Regions from separate parts of the Mus musculus genome. Here all the other regions are linked to region 4. A link is a contact called in public Hi-C, HiChIP or PLAC-seq and promoter capture Hi-C data. All regions are on one chromosome and are shown on one strand. The core of a region is the stretch at or near the end of the contact, and the rest is flanking DNA. Distances in the headings are between cores, read along the strand shown.

Evidence for each region. Promoter capture Hi-C pulls out the DNA fragments that hold promoters and counts their contacts. Hi-C and Micro-C count contacts between places; a contact is called where the count stands out from the background. HiChIP or PLAC-seq counts read pairs in DNA pulled down with a chosen protein or histone mark.
Region 1: an H3K4me3 HiChIP or PLAC-seq map of bone marrow-derived macrophages shows a contact between it and region 4, with 2.8 times the contacts expected there. The contact joins the promoter of Dync1li1 here to the promoter of Pdcd6ip in region 4.
Region 2: a promoter capture Hi-C map of liver shows a contact between it and region 4, with 3 times the contacts expected there. The contact joins the promoter of Cnot10 here to the promoter of Pdcd6ip in region 4. A contact is called at or near these places in 5 of 39 promoter capture datasets (the C10 cell line, hematopoietic stem and progenitor cells, liver and 1 more), 1 of 115 datasets of contacts at active chromatin or transcription factors (memory CD8 T cells) and 1 of 9 other capture datasets (adipose tissue).
Region 3: a contact with region 4 is called in a Hi-C map of B cells, with 13 read pairs. The contact joins the promoter of Glb1 here to the promoter of Pdcd6ip in region 4. A contact is called at or near these places in 3 of 39 promoter capture datasets (3T3-L1-derived adipocytes, pre-B cells and stem cell-derived epiblast-like cells), 1 of 484 Hi-C or Micro-C datasets (B cells), 3 of 115 datasets of contacts at active chromatin or transcription factors (bone marrow-derived macrophages, microglia and pancreatic cancer cells) and 2 of 9 other capture datasets (adipose tissue and liver).

The regions. Positions count from the first base shown.
Region 1 is chr9:114,687,555-114,690,254 of GRCm38.p6, forward strand. Dync1li1 (dynein cytoplasmic 1 light intermediate chain 1) reads left to right here and starts at 1,277. Exons shown (of 13, transcript NM_146229.2): 1 at 1,277-1,473; 2 at 1,655-1,728. The coding sequence starts at 1,328.
Region 2 is chr9:114,638,847-114,641,546 of GRCm38.p6, forward strand. Cnot10 (CCR4-NOT transcription complex, subunit 10) reads right to left here and starts at 1,354. Exons shown (of 20, transcript NM_153585.5): 1 at 1,073-1,354. The coding sequence starts at 1,094.
Region 3 is chr9:114,399,821-114,402,520 of GRCm38.p6, forward strand. It overlaps Glb1 (galactosidase, beta 1), which reads left to right and starts at 1,258. Exons shown (of 16, transcript NM_009752.2): 1 at 1,258-1,449. The coding sequence starts at 1,372. Tmppe (transmembrane protein with metallophosphoesterase domain) reads left to right here and starts at 1,275. Exons shown (of 2, transcript NM_001200002.1): 1 at 1,275-1,449.
Region 4 is chr9:113,706,995-113,709,694 of GRCm38.p6, forward strand. Pdcd6ip (programmed cell death 6 interacting protein) reads right to left here and starts at 1,265. Exons shown (of 18, transcript NM_011052.2): 1 at 905-1,265. The coding sequence starts at 1,113.

The sequences.
Region 1 (2,700 bases), core at 27-2,526, 980 kb after region 4:
GTGCACAGACATACATCCAGGCAAAATACCTGTATACATAAAGTAATAAATATATCTTTGACAGAAGATTTAAAAATAAAAACAGTAATTACCACGCGCTGAACACTTATGATTTTCTGGGCACAGTTATAAATCTTTTATGTGAATCATCCCATTTAATCTTCCCTTTATCCCACATTACTAGGGTCTGAACTCGAGATTAGCGAGTGGACAAACCCTAGTAAATGCAGTGCCTGTAGCAAATGCAGCGCGGGGTTGTGGATTTTCTCGCTTGCATAGTAGCATCATCACTCGGGTCACGTGAACGAGCTCTCTTCAAAGTAAGGGGAAAAAATGTTCAAAAGTCAGACTATCTTCAGCAATTGTTCTTATGGGGCGCACGACAGCCTTAAAGCCATCGACTCTTTCTGGAAACAGGCCTTAGATTTTCCATTATATTTAGCTAATCAAGTTCTAGTAGAGAATTATCTGGGGTCTGGCTTAGGTTCTCCGTGCTTGTGTATTAACCATGGTAACGGAGAGCCGACTCCTGTAGGGAGTCTTTTCAGATCTCACAGGAATCTGAAACATCAGACATCAGACCAGAGGTGGGCATAGTGATGTGCACCGGTTCACCTGCCTCAGCACTTAGGACCCACAGGCAAGCAGATCGGTAAAGACTCTAGCCTGGGCTACGTGAGATTCCCATCAGAAAACAAACCAAAACACAAATCCATCAAGACCATTAATTTTCCAAGTGTTGCCAACATTTATGTCTCGCAGTCGCAAAGAGTCTGGAAGAACCGGCTCCAGATGTGGGTCCACCTTGAGGTACTCATCGTCCTTTTAGAATTTAAGGAGGAAAGAGCAGAAATCCAGGACCGGGGTAGTTAAGGCTGTTGAACCCCACTTGGCCCAACTGAAGGGTGGGCAGCGCTGGATATCCACGCCGGTCCCAGGTTACCGCCCCACTGAAAGGTGGGAAGCTGCTTCGCTTACTGACATGCCCGGCACGCCCGGCGGGCAACCGGGATGACGGGTGGTGCACTTTGGGCGGCGTTTCAGCTTGGAGACACAGGGAAAACCAGCATTACCACAGTCCAAGCAGAGAATCAGGCCGCGCATGCGCGACCCGGTCTGCTGCCGCGCATGTGCAGCAGCGCCCTGCTCCTTGGACAACCCCTCCCCAGACCCCGCCCTCAGGCTTGGTCCCCGCCCCCGCAGGCGCGGTCGGCTCCCGAGCCCGGAGCGTCCATATCCGGGTTCCGTCCGCCGCTGCTGCCGCCGCCGCCGCAGTCGCCGCTTCGTTCTTCCAGCCCTGTCAGGAGTGGTGTGATTCCCGACCAAGATGGCGGCCGTGGGGCGAGTCGGCTCGTTCGGTTCATCTCCACCCGGGCTAGCCTCGACCTACGCCAGCGGACCCCTAGCCAACGAGCTAGCGTCGGGCAGCGGCGGCCCCGCGGCGGGCGACGATGAGGACGGGCAGAACCTTTGGTAAGGACCGCACCCCTCTCCGGTCCCCCGCGGGTTATCTCCTCGCCAGGGCGGACGCCTCTGGGATCCCCGAGCCCCGCGGGAGCTGGGAGACGGGCGGGGCCTCCCGGGAGCTGGGCCCGGCGGTTCTCGTCCTCGGTCGGGCCCGGCCTTACTTAGCCTGCGCCTTGCTCCCTGTTAGGTCCTGCATCCTCAGCGAGGTCTCCACGCGCTCGCGCTCCAAGCTCCCGACCGGGAAGAACGTGCTGCTGCTGGGTAAGTGATATCCGATGTGGCCCGGGTGCACGGTCACATCCGTTCGCCCACTGCCTTTGTGCGGACACTCGGGCCCGGCTGCGCCCCGCCTCCCGGCTTGCTGCTGACAGCTGGGGGGACAAGGGGTCCCTGGTCCTTCCGGCCTGGACCCTCCGGTCTTTTCTCCTCCCTGGGATGTGGGGTGGCTCTGTCATCTCCTCTGGGAGAGACAGAATGAACATAACACCCGAGGCACTCCCAGTGGTCTGGGATTCTACCTAGAAAGACGGGGACAGTTTTTGACAGAGATTGGTAGCATGAGGGCTCTTGGTGAGAGCCCCAGCGCAAATGCATGCCATCAATATTTAATAGCAGACTCTTTTGTGTAATTGACAGGAGCCAGAGACTGGGTCGTGAGGAGTGTTATTTGAATCAGCGTTCTCCCGTTCTCCCAGTGCTGGGTGCTCGGGTTGCAGTTGCCTTTTTAACTGTCACCTAATAACTCTGAAATTTGTAAAGGGCAGTAGAACAGCGTTCTCATTTAGTGCCCTCAGCGGAATGGCTGGAATAAGGGAGACATGTCTCCCCTTTCTCTTAGGTTTTTTTTTTTTTTTTTTTTTAAATCTACTGGCTGCAAAGTGAGGATAAAGGACCCAGGGACAATAAACAATCCCACTTAACAGTTTTGCAGGTCTTTCCAGCTCTGGGAGGAATTCCAACCCCCACCTTTTCTTTTTACATGCAGGATATTGGAGTGTATAATAGGGTGACAGTAATATTTTACAACTTGGAAGTGGGTGTTTCGAGACTTCAGACTCTTTGATTTTAGCCAAAAGGCTGAGAAACTGTGCTTGAAGAGTTTTAGTTACCTGAGATTCTCCACGGGTGACAATGAATGAGTCGGTAGGAAGAAATGACTCATTCTCTATGACCCCACCACCACCAGTTACATGCACACACACACACACACACACACAAAACACAACACAACAC
Region 2 (2,700 bases), core at 104-2,603, 930 kb after region 4:
CAGCCAAGGCTACATACATAGTGAGACCCTGCCTCAATCAATCAATCAATCAATCAACCAATCAATTCCGCCCCACTCTCTAAACATTACTTTCTTCAAAGAAATATAGCAGACTTTCCAGGTAATAAATGGGCTCTCATAATTCCCTAATGGGAAAAATTCCTGATGGAGTACCACAGAAAACCACAGAAATTAAGAACTTTATCTTGGGACTGGAGAGATAACTCAGCGGTTAAGAGCACTGACTACACTTCCGTAGGTCCTGAGTTCAAAATCCCAGCAACCACATGGTGGCTCACAACCATCCTTAATGAGATCTGATGCCCTCTTCTGGGGTGTCTGAAAAACAGCTACAGTGTACATACATATAATGAATAAATAAATAAATAACTTAAAAAAAAAAAGAACTTAATCTTGGGGCTGGAAAGGTGATGGCTCAGCGGTTAACAGCACTCGCTGCTCTTGCCGAGGACCAAGACTGGGTTCCCAGCACCCACAAGTGGTGGCCCACAACTGTGTAACTCCAGCTCCAGTAGACGCAATGTCCTCTTCTAGTCTCGGCAGGCACCTGCACTCACACACATAATTAAGACTTTTAAAAAGGAATCTCGAGGAGCTCGGGAAAAATCAGATGAGGAACAAGGTAAGTGAGAGCAGGCAGGAGACACAGTGAAACGTCACGCCTCTTTAGACAGTTTTCAGAATGACTCCACTGGACACGCTGACCAGAGGGAACTTTTTCAGTGGCTGAGCCTGGGGGGGCCTTACGGCAACCGTGCGTGCTCGGATAGACTTTCCCTTAAAGCGTCTGGACAGCGGCGTGACAAATTCAAGCTTCCTGCGCCAGAATTAACTTGGAGAGCAAGGCAAATGCAGTGCAATCAAGATGGGGTGCAGTAGAATCAAGATGTGTCACAGCAGAAAATCCACTGGACTCACAGTAGAGACAGCTGAGAAGAGTGAAGGGCACAAGTACCCAAGCGAAGTCAAGTGGCCCTCGGGTCCCCCACGCGGGCCCTGCCGTCCCCGCGCGCAGTGTGTCAGCCCCTGGGTCGCGGCGCGGGCGCCTCACCTGCAGGCTTGTCTGCAGCCATCTTCCCGCCTCGGCTCGAGTTCCTCCCTGTAGGTGGCGTGGCCCCGACTCCCGCCGCCGGGCTGGTGGTGAGTCCTACCGGCGGGGGACAACTCTTCAGCTCAAGCCCGCTCCAGTCGCCTCGGCTAAGGTCCTGGGCGGGCCACGGGCTGAGGAAGTGACGAAGTTACTGCTCGTCGTCTAGCAACAGCGCCAACACATCCGCCGGTGCAGGGCTGTTTTCCCCGCCATCCACAGCTTCCGTCCCGTAGCGGCCAAGGGAGACGCTACTTCCGGGGCGGGGCCAGCTGGGCGTGGGAATTAGGGCTGGCCTCGGCCCCGGAAGCGCGTCCTTCTGCAAACCCGGAAGTACACTAGTGTAGGTCCTGAGTGAAACACAGAAGGGGAAGGACTTTTTGTTCCGCATTTCAGCAAAATGGCAGGCACCACACCTGAGGTTTATGTGCTAAGCTCTGAGTCTCATAGGGGCTGTTTTTCCATAACAATGAGGATGAGAGAAGTGTTGTTAGAGGAGGCCACCTCCCCCAGAAAAAAGGCTTTTTTTTTTTTCAAAGTTTCAGAGCTGTTTTGTTATTTGTAGCCAAGTTGAAAAAGCCATTCAGACTGCATTATGCATGCGGTTTCTCTGATTGCGAGTCATGCAACCATTAACTTACTATGGTAGGTCGGTCTAAGACAAAAGCTTGATGCATCACGATTACTAAGCACAATGATTTAGATTCAAGTTCAAATCCTCTGCAAAAACAATACCCACTCTTCAACTACCCAGCTCCCAACTATCTCATCTCTAGCCCATATCGTGACAAATTTTTGTTTGTTTGTTTGTTTAATTTTTTGAGACAGAATCTCACTATGTATCCCTATCTGGCAGTCTTTGTGGCAAAGGCTTTAACCCTGAACTGGTTCTGGTTTTGCTCAATGACCATAGCCTTGGGTTCCAGAAGCACCTACTCCATTCTTCCTTTCCCTTCTAGAGAACAAACAGCATTTATAATAACAGAGGTTCATTTCACGGAGAGAAACAGACATTAAAAGCATTTGTGTTAGACTTTTTGCTTCTGTGATAAATACCCTAGAGGAGAATTTAAATGAGGAAGGATGGATTTTTTGCCTCGTGTATCAGAGTTTTCAGTCCCAGGTCACTTGGTTCCATTGTTTTTGGACCATTAGTGAAGCAGTGCATTGTGCCAGGGCACAAGTGACAGAGTAAAGTTGTTGCCTTCCTGGTGCTAGAAGCAGAGGAAGCTGGGAGAAGAAATAGTCTCCAAGGGCACATGCAACTGAGATACTTAGCCCCACTGGGCCGCACCTCCTTAATTTCCATTACTTCCTAATGATGCACCAAATTACGAATCTGCAAGTGGATGAATCCAAGGATAGCTCCAAACTGTTGGAATCCTATTATCACTCTCAAGGACTGGGGGCCGGGCCTCCTATATGCAGGCTTTTGAGGGAGAGGAACTTCATATATAAATGACAACAGCACTGAATTGTAAAGTGACCCAAATGGTGCTTTGATGGGAGCATAGTTAAGTATGTAAATAAATAAATCACATGGAGCTATTTATTTGGTTTACATTTTTCTATTTTCTGTGTAGCTTACCTTA
Region 3 (2,700 bases), core at 8-2,507, 690 kb after region 4:
GCGCTGTGCAGGTTCTGAGAGTACTCACTCCCGCCTCCCTCTCACATCGTCGTGCCCCACCCGTATCCCCACCCCAAACCCTCTATCACTAAAAACAACTACCAGCCCAGTCTTCAGGCTATCTTCTAGAGTTCCAGGCCAGCTAAAGATACACAGTGAGGCCGGGCGTGGTGGCGCACGCCTTTAATCCCAGCACTTGGGAGGCAGAGGCAGGCGGATTTCTGAGTTTGAGGCCAGCCTGGTCTACAAAGTGAGTTCCAGGACAGCCAGAGCTACACAGAGAAACCCTGTCTCAAAAATCCAGAAAAAAAAAAGATACACAGTGAGAAGCTGCCTCAGAAAAACAAACAGAAAGAAAGAAGGAGAGAGAGAGAGAGAGAAGGAAAGAAAGAAAGAAAGAAAGAAAGAAAGAAAGAAAGAAAGAAAGAAAGAAAGAAAGAAAGGAAGAAAGAAAGAAAGAAAGAAAAAGGGGATTTAGGGGTGTGGCCCAATAGTAGAGTACTTGCCTAGAATTAATGAGGACCTGAGACTCACCGATAGCATTGCAAAAAGTAAGTGAAATAAATAAATAAATAAATAAATGAGATAATGCCTAAAATAAATGAATATTGTTATTGACTACAACTCATTAAAGCTGGGAAAATCTCATGTATATTTAAGTCAACGTCAACTAAAGCAGAGGTGATGACCCATGGCTATACTTCCAGCATTCAGGAGGCAGTAGGCGGAAGATCAGAAGTTGCCAGAGGGAAGGGCTACTGTTCTCATTAAAAATCAGGGCACTTCAAAATAACTTGGCCATAGCTGAGTCACACTTAGAATTCCTCTGTAACCTACTACAGTGCTTCTTCACCTTTGCTTTCACTGAACCTCGGAGCTGGGTCCGGGTCTAGGACTTCAGGGTTTCTGGGCTGGGGCCCAGAGTCTGCATTTCCATGTTTAAGTCTCGTTGGCCTGTGGACCACACCTTGTGAATGTTAGACCACGTGCTAGGGAGAGTTTTAGGGGCTAGGCTTCTAAGGCCAGAGCACTGAGGACTGACTGGCTGGTTTCCTCTTCCCTGCTCAGTTCTTTTCTGGCAGCCGGGACAGGCTGAAGGCCCCTGTGAATGGCCAGCCCCTGAACTTCATCATTGCTCATTCAGGGGTGCCGCCATTCCGGAAGGAAACACAGTTGTGGGAGATGCATAGACCACAGCTGCTTCTGAGTCACGTGGCCTACAGAGGCTGGACCTCCACTCGCAGCACAGAGCCTCGGGGCGGGGCGGAGCTGGGGGCGGGTCCTGGCATAGGGTCCTCAACAACCCCCGGAGGTGCAGCGGCTGGCCAGAGCGCCCACTGCCTAACGGAGAGACCCCATCGTGGCGCGATCATGCTCCGGGTCCCCCTGTGTACGCCGCTCCCGCTCCTGGCACTGCTGCAACTGCTGGGCGCTGCGCACGGCATCTATGTAAGTCTCCGGTGCCACCGCGCGGGGACGCTCCGCCGCTGGGAAGCGGGCAGAGGCCGAGGAAAGCCGCGGCTCTGCAAAGTCGGGATCCGGGTTACCCTCGATCACCCGCTCAGAGCAGGCAGGCCGCCGAGGCGCAGGCAGTGGTCGGGCCTCCCGTAGGAGGCGGGCCGGACGGGCGGGGCGCGCGTCCTTCCTGGTTGCTGGCGCGCGTGGGTTCCGCTGCGGCGGTCCCGTGTGCACGGACCTGCTTCCCGGTTTGTGCAGCGCGGTCGGGGGCTAGCTGAGGTGCGCCTGAGTCTTTCCAGCTTCGGTTTCTGGGGAGAGGGGTCCAGGCTGCGCGGGGCTGCTAGAGGGCTCCGCGGGCAGTGGCGTGGGGCGCGATCCTTGCGGAGTTCGGGCTTCATGGAACGCTCCGGAAGGAGAAAAAATGGGGTCAGGAGTGGCTCCTGCAGTGGGGTCACAGGAATATTCGCTTTCAGAGACTTCTCCCTTTTCAAACATACTGTTCATGTTTCTCGCTAGCCACCTGCTGGCTGCTTTTAGTTTGAGGTGTGCATCGCCTTGTTTGTTGGAAGCCTTTTTCTTCTTTTAGGGTTTGGCGGTGCGGGAGGAGGGTGGGAAGAGGCCAAGTGCTACAGGCGAGGTCTGGGTGGCAGGGCAGTGGCTGAGGCGCGTGGGACACGCACCTGGGGAGGTCTGCACCGAACCTGCGAAGGGGACAGGGCGTGGTGGAACGGGGCTCCTACTCATTTGCACTTTGAGCGAGTCACCTTGGGGCCCTCCAGATGGACTGAGTCGGGTAAGTTCAAGTACTTGGTAGTAGACTTTGAACCTTGTAGACTTGTAAAAATTACACTCTTGGAAATGGCACACGTTTATCTAAAACCAGAGTTGAAACTTGTTTAAGTTTCTGGAAAACAGTTGCTGAAAATGCTTTCGATTAAGGAGAACGAAAATTTAGTGCCGGCTGCTCCGTCAGAGCTTGAGGTCTTGAGAACCAGTGGGCAGAGGCTCCAACAGGTAGGGGAAAGGAACCCATATATCTGGAGTGTCAGGATGGGCAGGAAGAGATAAGGATTTATGGAGGTGTCACCAGTCTGATGTAAGTCACCAGGCAAGAAATTGAGGTGCCCTGTGAGAGCCGAACCCTGAGACGCTGCTTTGTGATCTCCGCGGGAATTCTTAATTATGTAGCTATCCCTCTTGAGCAGTTAGATTAGAGCCAAGAAATTCCAGCCAACTGGCTTT
Region 4 (2,700 bases), core at 15-2,514:
CTCTCGTGAGAGAACTGTTTGAAATCTGGCTCCTCACTCTGTCAACAGATAAAGTCTACTCAGTGCTGGGAGCCATTCTAACTACGGTAAGGGCTGCTAGTGGCCATCTGGCAACACATGCAGGAAACATCACGGGAGCAAGATGATGCCAAAACTAAGGGGTGTCTCTGGACAGCTCTGTTCCCACCCTAATCCACCAGCGTCCCTTGCATGAAACAAGATCATATTACCAGAAATTGGATCATAAGGTATCACGGAAATGTTATCATTATCAAGTACCTGGGTTGTCACCAATTGCAAAAAGGACCAGGGTATTCCATACGTGCATACGCCCGTGTCAAAAGATTTTTAAGTAACCAGTCTCAGCGGTCTACTATGTCATTCAAGTTTTCTTTCAAACGACTGTAGCTCCTAACTTTTACAACTGTCAGTCTGTCACTTGATTATTGGAACATGAGATGACTTACTTCAAGTGAACAATATAATAAGTCACCGACATTTGGTTTAGTGTCCAAATTCTCTCCCTTCCCTTTCGTAACTATTATTAGGAAATCTAGACGTGGTCCAATAAAGTCACAAACAGGGATTGTAAAAGGGAGACTCCAGTTGTAACACCCAAAAAGTGAAAACCGGTCAAACGGCTGTAACCAGAGAGATCATTACACGGCAGACGTCCTCCCAGGTAAGGAGCCTCGGTGACAGAAGGCACTCGGAAGGGAGGACAGGGTTATGAGTCCTCTCACCAGGAAAGAATGCTGACCACACCTACGCTGCTGGCCTGAGTCAGAGTGGAGGCCAGGCGCGGGGGAGAGGAAAAGGCTATGAAGGGAGGAGGAAGCGAGGCTGGGGAGGGGAGCGGGGACAGGAAGGGAGGCTGGGAGGGAGCCCCGCCGCCCGGGCCCACCTCAGCAACGTCTCCAGGGCGCCCTCATGCTTGTCCAGCGGGCGACCGAGCGCCGAGCGCCGCAGTTTGCTGAGCTCCTCGGCCGCACGGCAGTACTGGGCCTGCTCCTCGCCGCCGCTCGGGTACGTCTGCTGGATGAACTTCACCAGCGGCTTGGCCAGGTCCACCTCCGAGGTCTTCTTCAGCTGCACCCAGATGAACGACGCCATGGTGAGCGCCCGGCCGCCGCGTCGGGCCGCACAGACGGAGGGACAGCGACCACGGCCTAGGCGCGCTCGGCACCGGCAGCGGAGGAGCGGACCGACGGGCCGACGGACTGGGCCGCCAGCGCTTCGAGCTGGCCACTTCCGGGAGCCCCCGCGCAGGCGCAGTCGGAGGGGCGCGCCGCTCGGTCACGTGATGGTGCCACCAAAGCGTCGCTCACCTGGGCTCGCCTGTGCGGCGCCTGCGTGGTGGGATCAGGCGGTAGCCTACTGCGATGATTAAATTTTCAAAAAGATTCTTTTGGTTATTTTGGTTTGGTTTGGTTGTTTTGTTCGAGACTGGGTTTCTCTGTGTAGCCCTGGCTATCTTGGAACTGACTTGTAGTCCAAGCCGGCCTCGAACTCGCGGAGATCTTCCTGCCTATGCCTCCCCAATGCTGGGATTAAAGGCATACGCCACTACCACCCGGCTCAAGAAGATTTTAAATTCTCCTTAGATTCTGCTCTATTTTTCTTTTTAAAATATTTTTAATTGATTGTATTTTTCCTTTTTTATTACAAAAATTAATTTTATAGGTCAATATATTCTGCCCGGTGGTGAAATGCTCCTTTGTTATGCTTTCTCCTATGAGACCAGACCCTGGGGAGTATTGTGATGTGCGGTTGAAGGTCCATTGTGTGTGCAGCCTTACCCCCACCCCCACCCCCCAGGGCAAAAGTAGAAAAAGTCCCTGCCTTCGTGCAGTCTTCCAGGTAAGGACACAGTCGGTAGTAAGGTACGTAAAAAGAGATCTCTTAGAAGAACATAGCATAAGCAAGATAATTTAAGAAACATCCTCCCAGAAGATGAATTTAAAAGAATACTCGCAATTTGACATTAAAAGAGAGCACGGGTGGAGAGACTTAAGTGGGAAGAGGCCCCAGACCTAAAGCACGAGTATCCCATATCCAGAACTTAAAAGGGAAGTAGAGACTAGAATGAAAGGAAGTTGAAGAGTGACACCACAAATCATTATGAAACTTGTAGTCAGTGTCTAGAATCTATTTAGTACAATCAGTCGTACTTAAGCAATTTTTTTTATATTTTTTACAAAGGCCTCCCTGGGTAACTGGGGAAATAGATTAGCAGTTAAAGACTGTTTGCTGCTCTGCCTGAGTGAGAGGCCGACCTGGGTTCCCAGTAGCCTCTTTAGGAACACACTCAACACCTGTAACTCAAGGCGACCCATCACCCTCTTGGGGCCTCCTCTGGGGCCAGCCCTCACGCGCACATACATAGAATGTTTCTTGAAGGCCTCCCAGAAGACAAGTCTGGTATTTTTACTGTTTATTTTTATTATGGTTTATTTATTGGGGAGTACTCAGAGGTCAGAGGTCAACTTCTGGAATCAGTCCCTTCTACCACGTGGGTCTCAGGGGTGGAACTCAGGTGGGCATGATTGACAGCAAGCACCTTTCCCTGCTGAGCCATCTCACCACTCTTGATGGAGCAAATGTTGATGAACAATATCGTCCATGAAACATTCCAGGCAAAACTAACTTGAATCTATCAAGCCTTCACATCAAACACGCAATTTTTTTCATTTTTTATTA